Regions from separate parts of the Mus musculus genome. Here region 1 is linked to region 2. A link is a contact called in public promoter capture Hi-C data. All regions are on one chromosome and are shown on one strand. Each heading gives the region's core, a stretch centred on a gene start, on an enhancer-like site or on the middle of the called end of the contact. The rest is flanking DNA. Distances are from core to core; before and after follow the strand shown.

Region 1 (3,139 bases), core at 377-2,876, 2.0 Mb after region 2:
CATCCAGCACCCGCCAACCAAAATAGGCCTGTAATCCTGTAATCCTACCAAGAGGAAGGCAGGGGCAGGAGAATGACAGCAAGTTCAAGGCTAGCTTAGGCCATTTGCAACCGTGTCACAAATGAGCAGGCCTGCTAACACCTGTTGTGGGGTGACACAGCCTCAAACCATGCCTGCCTTTGAGTTCATGTCTGCTTGAGAAGAAGGTGAACTAGTTAACTAATAAACCAAATCACTCCGAGCCAATCAAGACTGAAGGAGAGGGGCTGACAGCAGTGTGTCTGTGACACGTGGGTGGAGAGGGAGCCTGTCTGGAGGGCACTTGGGCCAGGGTAAGAGCAACTCTGCAGAGCCCCTACCATCTGGGCCATCACAGTGAGGACGGCTGGATTGCCCTAGAGAACACCTAAGGGGGTGGGTACAATTTTTATAAAGAGCAAAGATGTCACTGAAAAGGTACTTATGGGTAAAATACTAAGAGGGAAGGGAGGGAACCATCCAGGTGTCTGTGGGAAGAGTTCCTAGGCAGAAGAGACTGTGAGGATGTGGTACAGATGTAGTGAAGTGAACTAAGTGGATCCTAAGGGAAGGTGAAGATGGAGAGGTGACAGGCAAGGTCATGTAGGGACATGGTGGGCTATGGTGGACCACACTGGAGAGTGTGTGTGTGAGGAGGAAGAGGAGGAAGAGGAAGAGAAAGAAGAGGAAGAGGAGGTGGAGGAGGAAGCGATTGTAATTGGTTCTTGCTATGTTGCCCAGGTTGGCTCTGGATCCAAGGCCTCCGTCTTCAGCCTCCTAAGTGCCAGGGTTGTAGGCCTGTACCATACCTACTAACACTGGCTATTGCTGGGGTTGGTGTCAGGCAAGCAAATGTGTCTGAGTCCAGCAAGGTCCAGAGGCAGAGCTTGTTATTACGGCACCAGTTCAGCCAGGCTGAGGACAGAGAGAATAGAGGAGGCTGAGGCTGGTCCAGGCAGGGAGAGGCAGGATAAAATTCTGGAACTATCTCGAAGAGGAAATTCCCAGTCTGCCCATTAGAAGGAAGAGGTGGAAGGCCGAAGCCACGGTGATTTGTGGTGTAATAGATAAGGCCAGGCAGGTGTGAGGCTGAGGTGGCCCTGAGCTAGAAGTGATACATATTTTTAGAGATGGCACCCAGAGACCGTTGGTCACCTCTCTACACTACCGCAACCACAAAGCTTGGTTCAAGTACCACCATCCTTGAGCAGGTGGCTAACCTTTCTGTCCTGGGTGATGAGGGTAAGAGTGAAGAGAAAAATGTGGCCCTCCCTTTACGTGGGACGTGGGATGAGCATAGAAGGAGTAGGACTGAAGTTTACAAAGGGCTGACACAGTACCAGACTCACCACTGCTAAACACGACCTGGTTTGCTAAGTGGAGGAAAACACCCGTTCCCACCCATGTCTTTTTAGTCCTTCTGTCTACCTCATCCTGTTCCAACTCTATGTTTGTCACATCCTTCCAGGGGACTATCTCCCATTCCTCTGGAGATCCCGAGTGTCTAGCCCCTTCCCGTGGCCTCCAGCGTCTGCCTCAGCGCTCTGTCTCCCAGCTTCTCCTCCCCCGCGTCTTGTCACTGCGCATGCTCCGCCAGCGCCCCTCCTTCTCCATCCCCATCCCCCGCCAGCGTCTGGGCCTCGTCCCCTTCTCTCTGTCTCCCTCTCGTCCCCCATCTCGTCCCCCGACACTGACACCCCGATACTCCTGAACTCTCTTCAGTCCCAGCCTTGCTCTCCAATCGGCGCCATCTGAGGTAAGATGGGAGGCTGGGGAGAAGGGGAGGGGCGAAGCATCCTGCATCCCTAGATAAACAAACCCCGGGAGGGGGCGGCCGAGACCCAGGGGCCTGGCACCCGAAGAGAAGAATGGGAGGCTGGGCCTGAGAGAAGTGGCAGGCATTGGGGCCCATATCCCTGGGCCTTCTAACGAGTAACGGGGATCCCTTTGGTTGCCCAAATCCAGAGCTGGGGACTAGGGGGCCGCCCGTGGCTCTTGAAGGGGCTTGGACCCCCGCGCTGTGGGGAGCCCTCTCATGCTGACCTATATCTTAAGGGTTTGCCTCCAGGCCACCCCCCCAACTTTGCACAGGCCCCCAAGGGCTACAGAGGACCATGACTAAGACGGATCCTGCCCCAATGGCCCCTCCGCCCCGAGGGGAGGAGGAAGAGGAGGAGGAAGAAGACGAACCAGTTCCAGAAGCCCCCAGCCCCACCCAGGAGCGCCGGCAGAAGCCAGTTGTGCACCCCTCAGCACCTGCTCCGCTCCCCAAAGACTACGGTAACCACTGTCCCCACCCTAGAATCTAGTCTGGAGCTTTAGGTGATGGTGGGTGGCTTGGCTGAGCTGTGTTGATGGTGATGATGGGGGCATGCTGAAGGTGGTCCACTGGAGTCTTAGTTGATGAGCCCTTTAGACTGCTCTCCTTCGTTAATTACACTATCATCTGTTAGAGAATGGGGGTTGGAAAAATTCTAGTCCTCCATTCATGACATATCAATTCAGTCGTTTAGTCATTCAACAAACACTGTCTGGAAGCTACTGCGAGCCTAACTTTATGCTAGGAACTGGAGCTACAGCACAGAGCAAGATTTTCCTAAGACTTTGCCAAGAGAACTCCCCAATCGCAGTCCCACAAATGAGGCTAAATATGAGATTACAGGAGACAATGAGATTGATTTTATCAAGCACAGAATGCTGCAAGAGCTTTTAAAGACAGGGTTCCCCTTAAGAGGTAGCATGTGGGGAAAACCCAGGTCGGAGCAGGGAGGAGGAGGCTGCAGGAGAATTAAACACAGGAGTCAAGGGTCTGGGGTGGAGGGGTGTGAGGGAGGAGCTGAGAGGAACTGGGGAAACGAAGTGTCTTCATTCGTGGAGGACGGAGGATTCAGGCATCAGCCTTGCTCTCAGAGAGACCCAACAAGTGAAGGGACATACTACCTTCACTGTGCACAGTGGAGTGTGTGCTGTCAAAGTATCAAAAGGCGAGACATCCAGCAGAAGACGCGGGTAGTTGCTGGCTCTTTCTGATTAGGTGCATTGCAGACTGAGGCCAGAAGCACCAGGAGGAAGCAGCTGTAAGCAGCTTGGACCAATAGCTCCAGTTGGAGAAGAGTGTGTG
Region 2 (3,253 bases), core at 620-3,119:
GAGAGAGAGAGAGAGAGAGAGACTAGACTCTCTCTAAATGCTCAATTAAATAAAGCATAGCTCAGTGGCAGAGTTCATACTTAATGTGTACAGAGCCCTGAGTTCTATCCCCATAATTAAAAGAAGGGGGAAGGGTCAGGCATGGTGGGACACATCTTTAGTCCCAGCATTTGGCAGGCAAAGGCAGGTAGATCTTTATGCGTTTGCCAGCCTGGTCTACATAGCTAGTTTTAGGCCAACTAAGGTTACACATAGTGAGATCCTATCTCAAAAAGAGAAAGAAAAAGAAGGAAAGAAAGAAAGAAAGAAAGAAAGAAAGAAAGACAGACAACCACATGATTTACCCCCTCTCTTCCGGTAAGTTCCCATTCAAATGTCACTCTGACTTATTCTGATGGCTTCAAAGTGCAGCTAGGACCCTCTACTCCCTTTTTGTGCTTGGATTTTTCACCAGAGTACTAGAAAGAGTTATCTCAGGCCACGTATCCTTAATTCACAGCTTGAGACAAGATGTGATGAGATTTCCTATTTTAGGCTGTCCGTGCTGTCATCTCAGGAATCTCATCACTTGGGAGGTAAAGGAAAAACAAAGGCAGCTCTCAGGAGGCAGAGGCAAGCAGATCTGAGTTCAAGGCCAGCCTGATCTACAGAGTGAGTTCCAGGACAGCCAGGGCTACACAGAGAAACCCTGTCTCGAAAAACCAAAAAAGAAAAAAAGAAAAGAAAACAAAACAAAACAAATAAAATCCAAAGTATACATATTTCAGATCTTGGAGGATTTTTGGATTATTTGCACATACACAATAAGGTACCTTGGAACGGGACAATACATGAAATTCATATATCTTTCATATATACTGTGCACAGTCATTTAACACAGTATTTTTAGTGCACTAGTGTTGACTTTGACCTGTCATATGTGGAATTTTCCATTCGTAGCATCGACAGAAGACTAGAAAAGTTACAAAATCATCTGGATTTTCACACTAGGATGCTGAACCTGGGAGTCTCTCATATTTACTGGCTATATTTATTCACAGTAGCAAATTCACATTCACCCATCAGTTGTCGATTTACATTTTAAAATCTGTTAGCAGGAGCCCAAGGACAAAGACTTGTACAGGCTGGCACACAGTAGGCAATACATACACACTTCTGGAACAACTGGGGATACCTAAAAACACAAACACGAAAGAATCCTAAGAGCTGGGGCTGTCCACCTAGCAGGGCCCTGAACTCAATCCTAGCATCGCAAGTGATAAAAAGTAAACCGAAAGAAACAAATCAGATGAAAGCCAACCGTGGACCTGGCGCACCCCCACCTTCTGGACGCTGCCCCTGCGCTCCACGCTGACTTGCACACTCGTCCATCTCTCCCGACAATCTGGAACCACCCTCCCCCCCAGCCGTTCCGAGTCCCCGGCTCCCCCAGGGCCCTCTCTGCCCTGCCCCTGTCCCTGTCCCCAGGCGCAACGTCTCCCCTAAGAATCCCAGGCACCGACCTCGGCCTCCTCCGCCTCGCTGCTGCGCTCGCTGTCCTCCTCCTCGGAGAAGTTGCTGTCTTCGCTGTCCGACATCTTCCGCAGCTGCAGAGGAAGACCGCGGCCTCAGGGCGTCGCGGAACCAAAAGCGCCACCCCCAAGCCTCAGTTTCCCCGCAAGGTAAACCGGGGGAGAAAATCCCCAGGCGCACTTCCGGCAGCCTGGTTCAGGCGGTCGCGAACCCGCGTTGTTCGGGCTATGGCAGCTAGCACACCCGGCCCTGGCTGCGGCCGGCACACGTCCTGAACCTCCGCCAGCCCCGACCCCCGCTCCGGCCCCTGCCTGCCGTCCCACGCCCGCTCACCGATCGCTTGCCACCTGAAGCTTCCGCGCCAGCTGCGGATCACACAACGCCTAGCTGGCCTGAGCGCTCTCTCGCGAGAACTGGCGCGTCAGTCTCACCTAACGCGAGACTTTAGGGGCCTGCTCTGAGGGCGGCCTCTTGGAGCCGCCATCTCCGGAGTGGCCAAAGTGGTTTACGCGGACTGTACGGCCGCCATCTTGAGAAGGTCGAAAAGTAATCGGCTTCTCCTAACCCAGAGCTGAATCGGGTGAACTGTTGGCTCGTCCGTCCTCTAAACTTCCCTCGGAGGTGTCAGAGGTGACGGGACAGAGATTCGGCTTCACACCGCCACCCTCGGCATTCTGAGGAGTTCCCCTAGATTTTTAGGGACCTAGACTCAGGTTAAATCCGAATTCCTGGCGATGCTCAAAACAATCTCAAAACTTGTTAGTTTAGCGCGGCACAGTATTGTGTTATTAATGATCTGGTTTGTTTGTTTGTTTGTTTGTGTGATAAGGCCTTACTTTGTAGCCTGGCTAAATCTCAGACTCACAAAGATAAGCCCATGTCTGCCTCTGCCTCCCTGGTACTGAAATTAAAGGCGTGTGCCACCATGCTTACAATGAAAGACACTTTAATACGGATTTAAGACTGAAGGCGGGAGCTGGTGAGATGGCTCAGTGGTTAAAAGCGCCTACTGCTCTTCCGAAGGTCCTGAGTTCAAATCCCAGCATCCACATGGTGACTCACAACCATCCATGACGAAATCTGATGCCCTCTTCTGGAGTATCTGAGGACAGCTACTGTGTACTTACATATAATAAATAAATAAATAAATCTTAAAAAAAAAAAGAAGAAGAGGAAGAAGAAGAAGAAGAACTGAAGGTGGACAGGCGAGCCAGGAGTTATGCACAAAACCATCACATTTATTTAATTCCGGACAGCCAAGGTTACACAGTGAAACACTGTAACCAAAACAAAACAATAAAACCTAAACTGGAGAGTTGGCTCAACCGCCAAAGAACGCTGGCTGCTGTGGAGCTGTGGTCAATTTCCAGCAGCTCACAACCCGCTTTCACTCCAGTCTCAGGGGAGCTAATGCTCGCCCTCTTCAGGCCTCGGCTGACATTGAATATCCACAGACATAAAAATTCAAGACAAGCCGGGCGGTGGTGGCGCACGCCTTTAATCCCAGCACTGGGAAGGCAGAGGCAGGCGGATTTCTGAGTTCGAGGCCAGCCTGGTCTACAGAGTGAGTTCCAGGACAGCCAGAACTGCACAGAGAAACCCTGTCTCGAACCCCCCACACACAAAAAAAAATTCAAGACAGAAAGTTAATAAAAGCAGCATGCTTGAGCAATCTAGATGGCTCATCAGATAAAGTATCTTGCTGAGAAACCTGACGATCTGAGTTCTATCCCTGGAACCT

What was found. Promoter capture Hi-C pulls out the DNA fragments that hold promoters and counts their contacts.
Region 1: a contact with region 2 is called in a promoter capture Hi-C map of hippocampal neurons, with 4 times the contacts expected there. The contact joins the promoter of Clip3 here to the promoter of Supt5 in region 2. A contact is called at or near these places in 2 of 39 promoter capture datasets (cranial neural crest and hippocampal neurons).

What each region holds. Positions count from the first base shown.
Region 1 is chr7:30,290,069-30,293,207 of GRCm38.p6, forward strand. Clip3 (CAP-GLY domain containing linker protein 3) reads left to right here and starts at 1,627. Exons shown (of 14, transcript NM_001360763.1): 1 at 1,627-1,774; 2 at 2,087-2,298. The coding sequence starts at 2,133. It overlaps Thap8 (THAP domain containing 8), which reads left to right. Exons shown (of 3, transcript NR_144498.1): 3 at 1-169.
Region 2 is chr7:28,336,850-28,340,102 of GRCm38.p6, forward strand. Supt5 (suppressor of Ty 5, DSIF elongation factor subunit) reads right to left here and starts at 1,870. Exons shown (of 30, transcript NM_013676.1): 1 at 1,846-1,870; 2 at 1,503-1,586. The coding sequence starts at 1,577.